Linked DNA regions of Macaca mulatta: region 2 is linked to region 1. Evidence: chromatin contacts called from public Hi-C data. All regions are on one chromosome and are shown on one strand. Each heading gives the region's core, a stretch centred on a gene start, on an enhancer-like site or on the middle of the called end of the contact. The rest is flanking DNA. Distances are from core to core; before and after follow the strand shown. Region 1 has its middle 63 kb from the start of TXNL1. Region 2 overlaps TCF4 (transcription factor 4).

Region 1 (4,549 bases), core at 911-3,410:
CCAAATGTGGCTCTGGTTCTGATGTTCTTTCAGTCACTTCAGGTTATGTTGTTTGTCTTTGGTATGTTTTGTAATTTTTTATTGCATGGTGGACACGAGGTACTAGGTAAAAGATACTGTGGTAAATAGGCTTTTAGTAATGTCACAGTAAGGTACAGGGGAGGGGAATGTTCTATAGTCTTATGAGTAGGTCTCAGTCTCAGTAAGCCTGTGCCTCTGCCCTGTGAACTTCACAAATTCTTCTGTCCCGGCTTGCCCTCCTTGGGTGGGACAGGGTGGCTGAAGGGCGCTAGAGTTGGGTATTCCCCTTCCCCCAAGTCAGATGAGCTCCAATAAAACCCCAGCTGGTTAAGCTCTGGTAAAATAATTTCTACCGAGAGCAGTCCTTGTTACGAACAGCATGCTTAGGCAAATTTCAGAATGGTTGCTTTTCCCCTCCTCCTGTGGAAGCACGAGGAGATTTTTCTCTGATCTTCACTGTGAGACCCCTGGAAGTAAAATTTGCAAAAATGTGGGGTCCCATTCTATTACTGGGTCCCCCTGTGTTCTTATCTCTCAGGCTTATCCACATGGAGCCTCCATCTCTTCATCAGTTATAGTTTAGATTTTCTTACTGGTGCTGGTTCCTGTGCAGGCTTCTGCTCCAGTACGTTATGCTTCTCTGTATCTGCCTCTCTCTCCAACTTGTGGGGCAGTGGCCTCCCCTGTGACCTCACTGATGAATCTCTGTGAGGAGCTTATGGATCTAAGAAGAGTTGTTGATTTTCCAGTATATGTAGTTTTTTACTTGTTGTTTGGATGGAATGGTAACTTTTTTTTTTTTGAGAAGTCGCCCAGGTTGGAGCACGATGGTACGATCTCTGCTCACTGCAACCTCTGCCTCCTGGATCCAAATGATTCTCCTGCTTCAGCCTCCTGAGTGTCTGGGATTACAGGTGTGTGCCACCTTGCCCAGCTAATTTTTGTATTTTTAGTAGAGATGGGGTTTCACCATGTTAGCCAGTCTGGTCTTGAACTCCTGACCTCAGGTGATCTGCCCGCCTCGGCCTCCCACAGTGCTGGGATTACAGGTGTGAGCCACCACACCCAGCCAGAATGGTGACTTTTAAGCACCTTATATTCTAAACTAGAAAACAGAAGTCACCTTATTAATTTTTAAAATCGTACATCCAAAGACCTATATCACCTCACACCAAGGTGAGGACAAATTTTGCGCCAAATTATTTATGGTATCTTAAAATTGAAATACTTTTTTTTTTTTTTTTTTTTTTTTTGAGACGGAGTCTCACTCTTACCCAGGTTGGAGTGCAGTGGTGCAATCTCAGCTAACCACAACCTTTTTCTCCTGGGTTCAAGCAATTCTCCTGCTTCAGTCTCCCAAGTAGCTGGGATTACAGGTGCACACCACCACAGCCGGCTAATTTTTTTGTAATTTTAGTAAAGACAGGATTTTGCCATGTTGGCCAGGCTGGTCTCGAACTCCTGACCTGCCTCAGCCTCCCAAAGTTCCAAGATTACAGGTGTGAGCCACCGCGCCTGGCTGAAATACATTTCTTTACTAGGCAATACAGCTAGTTTTCAAAGAGTATAAGTATACAGAGAAAAATGATTTCCTCATCTCCATATCTCTACCCCACTTCTAGTCTCCAGATCTTTCTCACAGGGAACCACCACTCTCTGTTTCTTACATATTATTCTGGAGTTGTTGTTACCCACATGTTTATAATGTCTTTTGGTATATGTTCTGTTTCTTCCCTATAGCAGAAGATCAATGGAGATATATATCTATATATATTTTTTCTCCATTTGTTTTGGGTTTTGTTGAATTTAAACATGTATTTATTACCCATTTGTTTTAAATATATATCTTAAATTTAACAAAATAATTTATTTACATGTCTTTATATATTTATTTAACATATATTTAAATTCGACCAAAAACCAAATCAATAAAGCCTCCCTGATGCTGAGATAGTGATTAGATGCATCTTTTCATGACTACTTTCCTGTTTACCAGAACCAAGAAGTGAGCAGACTCAGTTGGAATCCTGCCTTTACTGCGAGAGTGAGGATATATTTTCGTCTTCCAGGGGCACGGTGGGTAGGGAGCCGCAGTGCTGATACCGAGCGTGGCTGGCGTCAGAGCCTCGGTCTGCCAGTGTGTCGGCGCTGGCACGACCTGTCCCACATGCCTGGGAAGCTCTTGCTGAGCAGGGATTAGGATGCCAGCATCTGATGCACAGGGTTGCTTCCTGCTCCCCCTTGGAGTCCTGACGAGAAATGACCTTGTTCAACCCTGCTGAGCTTCCTAGATTTACTGGGCTTATAGCAACACATGGGAAGGAGATTATGTTTATTTTTAAAACATAAAAAAATGCAACCTTCCCAAGGCCGTTGTGGTGTCTGTGTGCAACAACACAAATACACACACACATGCAACGTATGTATAATCACTTCTAATTAACTTCAACTCTTCCTGCAAAACTAAGTGTGAAGTCTTAAAGACTTGTCAGCTTCTCTGCCTGTGAAATTTATCTGCTTCTAATTGTGAATAACAATACATTCGAGGTTAGCTATAAATGACTCAGATTTCATAGGAATTGAGTCTTAAAACTACATTTGAAGATGAATACAGTTATGCAAAACATTTTTGTGGTATGTTTCCAGTTAAAAATGTAGTTATTTATGCTTATCCAGAATGTTGTTTTTCTCCCTAAACCACTGTGGTTCTTTCTGACATCCCTGAAAAAATGGATGTGATTGATTGCAAAGTCAGCCCAAATTTAAAAGGTATAAAGCCACAGATATGCCTAAAATAAAAATGAGTATACTATTGTAATGGATCGAAAGATGAATTCAGTTTACAATTTCACAAAACATAATATTCAAAGAGTGAATATCAAATAGGATTAAGAATTGTTTTCCCTCCTTCTGCCACGTTTAGAGTACTGGATACTCTTCCAGATTTCGCCACTAGATGTCATGAAGAGTCCAGTTAAATACAGTAGGCAGTCGCGTACAGTCTAATACAAAAACTTTTAAAGTTTTTTCCCAATTTTGTAGTTAATTTGGATGGGAAGCTATTTCCTTTTGAGTTTATGTCAAAAATAAACCCTATGGATTAATTTTAAGTGAGATGTTAGAAACTCTTAATGTGATAAGGTATTAAATGCTGGGACGCTAACCTATTAAGTAGGCATTGGGATTAACTCCAGGGAGAATGTCATGTGCTGGGTGCAGAATCAGAATTGTGCTAAGATCTGCTCTGGAGACATTAGCTTGTAGATCCCTGCCTTCCTTTCCTTTTGAAATAGGAATGGGCTTGTCAGATTGTGTGGTCATCAAAGTTTCATAAGATTGTTCATAAAACTAGACTAGTGAGAGGAACAAAAAAAGGGGAGGACTTCATGCTTAGGTGACAATGTTTGAATTTAGATTTTGAGATCCATTAACCAAAGTAATTCTGGGAGACTAGAAATGATCAATTGAAGTTTAAAGAGAAAAAGTTTGATTCAATAACAAGAACTTCCCAAAAATATAATAGTTCATCATGTAACACAGTGCCTTATGAAGCAATGAGGTCCTTGTTACTGCAAAGGTTCAAGCACCTACATAGTGGCCATCAATGGGGGAGATATCCTAGAAGAGATGCTTTATTTGGGGAAGAAACTGGACTAAGTGACACTAAGGATTCTTAGATCCATGATTCTACACATGGTGATGACAATCAATCAACAGCCAAGAAAGCAGCAAGAGTTGAAAATGTGTGCTTCCAGAAATACTAATGAAATATTTGAGTTTACTTAAACCAGGGAAAGTAGGGTTCTTAAAGAAGCCACGCAGGGGAATTGCCATGATTGTGCTGTTTTGTGAGGCTCTGCCTGGGAAGCACCAGTGAGAAGGAACTGTTCGGCTTTGGTGCTTCTAGCCTCTGGTTCCAAAAAGCTGTGTCCCATCCCAGGGACACAGCTCTTCTCCCCCAAGCACACATGGTCTATTTGGCCCTCCTCTGCTCATTAAAAGTTGATCTCAACTCATCCTTGTAAAGTAAATCTGAGAGTAACTTGAGTGACAGTCATTCCAGTGTGTTGCATTTTATTAGGGAACAAAGCCTTAAGGCGAAACTAAAGAACTGAAACTCAGTCTGGGAATGGAAGGTCTCAGCTGGCTTGTAGGGGAGGAAACGGGCCCTTGTTTGACCTCTGGACAGTTGCTTTTTCTGCCAAGACGATAAGCCCCAGAGTATGGCTGGCTCTTGAAGGACATCACGTGAGCTACTGAGATTGATAAAAACAAAACAAAATATTTCCACATACTTCTTGCTCTTAACAAAAGAACCACAGCTGAGATATGACCTAAGGCTACCCAAGACCTTGAGGTACAATCCTAATATGTATCAGGGAACATGGCTTGATACAATCGATCTAAATATATTCAACAAAAGCCAGATTTTCTAACATCTTTCTAAACTCAGAGTTTGGTAAAATGTCACATGATTAGCATAGAAAGTGGGTTTACTATTTCCTTCTCATTCCAAGAGTGAAAGGAT
Region 2 (4,097 bases), core at 1,281-3,780, 1.3 Mb after region 1:
CCCATGGCAGACAGTGCCTTCTGGAAAGGCACTTATGCTATGGAGAGAGAGGAGCCTGGTCTTACAGCGTCCTTCTGTGGTGTCATCCTCCTTGCCCCTAACTTTTCTCCTTCACCCAAGTGTTCTTGACTCGTGCATCATCTTTATGTGTAACGTGTACTTGCAACCCAGGAATACCACTCTCACTTTTGGTTGATTGGAGCTTCTCAAGTGTAGTTGGTCCTTATTGCCACTTGGAAGTTACCCAGAGATTCTCCAAAATGGAAGACCAGAGTCATAAATTTTAAACCAGCATTCATTAAGTATACATTGAATTGACTAGATAATTTCCCACATCTTCCAACTCCAAAATGTTGTGATTAATCATCTTTATTCTGTGAACATTTCTGATGTGTGAAATTACCCCGTAGGTTGTTAGTCACTTCCATGGAGTTTCTTGTGATGGGAAGTCTACTGATGTTCAGTGAAGTTTGTTTCATTTTTTGTATCTCTCATAAGCCCCCCGAAAATCCTCACTTACGTTTATTCATAATAGTCATTCGGAGCTTTGTAGCACATGCCGTTCTGCCTTCTTGAGACAAGACATTGTGCACATCTCTCTTTTTTACATGATAGCTCTTGGAATATTTGAGCCGTGCTGCCATGAAGGTTTCCTCATATGATATGCTTTCCAGGTGGTTCATCATCCTCTTTGCCTTCCATTCAGAAGTTTCTAATTTGTCACTGTGACACCCAGAAATGGACAGAACCAATCTTATCTTTTCAGACTATTCTGGGCCCAGCCATGTCTTTGTTATGAATCATGGAATATTTTCGTTTTCACAATCAGAAATTAGTGTTTGTCTTTTTTTTTTTTTTTTTTTTTTTTGGTTTGGTAAAAGACAGAGTCTGGCTCTGTTGCCCAGGCTGGAGTGCAGTGGCCTTATCACAGCTCACTACAGCCTCCACCTACTAGATTCAAGTGAGCCTCCCACCTCAGCCTCCTGAGTAGCTGAGACTACAGGTGTGCATCGCTGTGCCCAGCTAATTTTTTTATTTTTTATAGAGAAGAGGTCTCACTATATTGTCCAGGCTGGGATTACAGGCATGAGCCACTGCACCCAGCTTTCTGGCTTCATTTTTGACTCACAGTGAGGTCAATATCATTCATAAGCTGTAGGTGTTTGGTTTTTTTAATCGTTTTGTATGGCTGATATCAATTCAGGTTTCCCAAACTTGTTCTGGGGATCATAAACATCTATAAGATTAAAGACCATGGAAGTCATGTTTTCCTAACCTTTTATTTCATACATAGAGAAAATGAGAATTACATAGTGGGTTGACCAGGCCTTCAAAGCAAGGTAATGGGGATACCTGGAAAAAAGCCTCACTGTCTTCACTCCCACTGCTCTGGTGTCTTACATATAGGCCTTTCTTCTTACTCCTGTTAAGCTGCCTTGTATTTTTTTGACCTATCAAAATCATTTTTCAATTACTTGTTTCCCCTAGGTTTCAGATGTCACGGTATGAAAGGTTTTCTCTATATTAAAAAAATGAAGTATAAACATAAAGTCTTTTTGAAGCATGGTTATGCAGCATATGCTAAGCGTAAGTTGGTGAACGCCTGCTTTGCAGAGTGTAACCCCATTGAATAAAAAAAGCTTTGTTTCTCCTTTCTGCCCCCCTGTATCAGTATGGGCACACTCCGCACTCTAACTTTAATCTACGTCACTCTCACCTGTTTGGTTTGGGTTTAATGTCTGTGAGAAAACCAAGTATCTTGTGTATTGTGAACTGTCACAGCCAAGTCGCAAGGTCCAGTGGATATAAAAATTCTGCCAAAGACATGGCATAAGATGGAAAAGTTCCCTGAAAACTCTGGAAGAAAACAATGTAGACACCTTCTTTTTCCCCACACCATTAGAAAATGTTGCATCCCTTTTGTCCCACAGCAATAATGACGATGAGGACCTGACACCGGAGCAGAAGGCGGAGCGTGAGAAGGAGCGGAGAATGGCCAACAACGCCCGAGAGCGCCTGCGGGTCCGTGACATCAACGAGGCTTTCAAAGAGCTCGGCCGCATGGTGCAGCTCCACCTCAAGAGTGACAAGCCCCAGACCAAGCTCCTGATCCTCCACCAGGCGGTGGCGGTCATCCTCAGTCTGGAGCAGCAAGTCCGAGGTCAGTGCAGGCCGGCCTCCTTGCAGAACTCATGAGGAGCTTGTGGCAGGCACAAGCTGAGATGGGCATGCCAGCCTTGAGCAGTGGCAGACAGTAGACCTTCAAGCGTCATTCCAAAGAATTGTTTCCATTGCAGACTGTGTCTAAATCCTTAAGTAAGGCAGCATCCCTTTCTCCTGTAATTAAGTTGTAGGATTCTTATAACTAAGATTATATTGCAACTTTCCCTATATCCTTTCAGTAATTGGAGCTTAGTTTATTTGCTTTACCAACCTTTGCTTGCTGTAAAGTGGCTGTACACACTCACATGCAGTTCAGCTTTTACTAGTGACTGACCAAATGGATCGCCACAGTACGTAGTAACTGTTCCTTTTGTTCTGTAATATAAACACTGAGAAAAAGGTCAGACACGCAAGAAGAGTGCATTGCTGCCCTCTGCCAGAAGCCTCAGCATTAAACAAAGGTCCTGTGCTTTAATCCTCCACAGAAAGGAATCTGAATCCGAAAGCTGCATGTCTGAAAAGAAGGGAGGAAGAGAAGGTGTCCTCAGAGCCTCCCCCACTCTCCTTGGCCGGCCCACACCCTGGAATGGGAGATGCATCGAATCACATGGGACAGATGTAAAAGGGCAAGTTTGTTTTCAACATTTCTGAAACCGATCATTCGTAACTGTCACCAGTGTATCAGCTATAAAAGTGAATTTTACCCAAATTGACAGATACTTTCTTTCATGGAAAAAGAATTAAAAAAAAAAAAAAAAAAAAAGCAGCAGCACACTTCCTCTGTTACAAATATATTAATGAATTTTTTTTCTCTTTTTTCCTTTCTCAGGTCCAAGTTGCCACATTGCTTCATTAAAACAAGAGACCACTTCCTTAACAGCTGTATTATCTTAAACCCACATAAACACTTCTCCTTAACCCCCTTTTTTGTAATATAAGACAAGTCTGAGTAGTTATGAATCGCAGACGCAAGAGGTTTCAGCATTCCCAATTATCAAAAAACAGAAAAACAAAAAAAAGAAAGAAAAAAGTGCAACTTGAGGGACGACTTTCTTTAACATATCATTCAGAATGTGCAAAGCAGTATGTACAGGCTGAGACACAGCCCAGAGACTGAACGGCAATCTTTCCACACTGTGGAACAATGCATTTGTGCCTAAACTTCTTTTGGAAAAAAAAAAAATATAATTAATTTGTAAGTCTGAAAAAAAATATTTAATTTAAAAAAAAAATTGTAAACTTGCAATAATGAAAAAGTGTACTTCTGAAGAAAACTACATGAACGTTTTTGTTGGTATTCAAGTCAGCTAGTGTTTATAATTACTGGATATTGAATTAGGGGAAGCTCGGCTGCCCTAGTAACAAAACCAGCAAACGTCCTGATGACAACGAAGTGATGACATTAGCCATTCCTTAGGGTAGGAGGAACAGATGGATCTTATAGACCTATGACAAATATATATATAAATATATATATAAATATATATTAAAAATTTAGTGACTATGGTAAGCTTTTGTTCATTTGTTTCAGACTTTTTTCTCCTGTAAAAAAATAGTACTGATTAACTTTTTTAAAAGAAAGATTTTACTGTAAATATGGATTTTTTTTTTTGTCTTATTTCTGTCCCTTTCCCTGGTTTGTTATCGTAACCTGTAGTGCCAACTCTGCTTCCAGAGGGGTAGTGCAGGATGAAATGCTGACCCTGATGTTGCTTCTCATTCATAAATAAGTAGAAAGTTGTTTCTCCAGTCTTTTGGGAACACAGGACTTAAAAGTCACATCATGTGTAGATATTACAAGCAGCATTACCAAGACATGGCAAAAAGAGTTTGTCTGAATTGTAATGTTGCATTTGTGACCCTATTCTGGGATTTTCAGAGGTACAAGGTTAGAATGCTACAATGTTACCACTGTGCCTTCCAATGTTTATATC

Evidence for each region. Hi-C and Micro-C count contacts between places; a contact is called where the count stands out from the background.
Region 2: a contact with region 1 is called in a Hi-C map of fetal cortex germinal zone, with 7 times the contacts expected there. The contact joins two enhancer-like sites. A contact is called at or near these places in 5 of 14 Hi-C or Micro-C datasets (fetal cortex germinal zone, fetal cortical plate, fibroblasts and 2 more).

What each region holds. Positions count from the first base shown.
Region 1 is chr18:24,427,996-24,432,544 of T2T-MMU8v2.0, forward strand. No RefSeq gene overlaps it. Among named protein-coding and RNA genes, the nearest start is that of TXNL1, 63 kb to the left of the region's middle. Within about 2 kb of position 2,161, at least 8 of the 40 cell types and tissues checked have an H3K27ac peak or open chromatin away from gene starts, as enhancers often do.
Region 2 is chr18:25,762,636-25,766,732 of T2T-MMU8v2.0, forward strand. TCF4 (transcription factor 4) reads left to right here. Exons shown (of 20, transcript XM_077975076.1): 18 at 1,932-2,161; 19 at 2,649-2,789; 20 at 2,993-3,247. The coding sequence ends at 2,785. Among named protein-coding and RNA genes, the nearest start is that of CCDC68, 270 kb to the right of the region's middle. Within about 2 kb of position 2,531, at least 6 of the 40 cell types and tissues checked have an H3K27ac peak or open chromatin away from gene starts, as enhancers often do.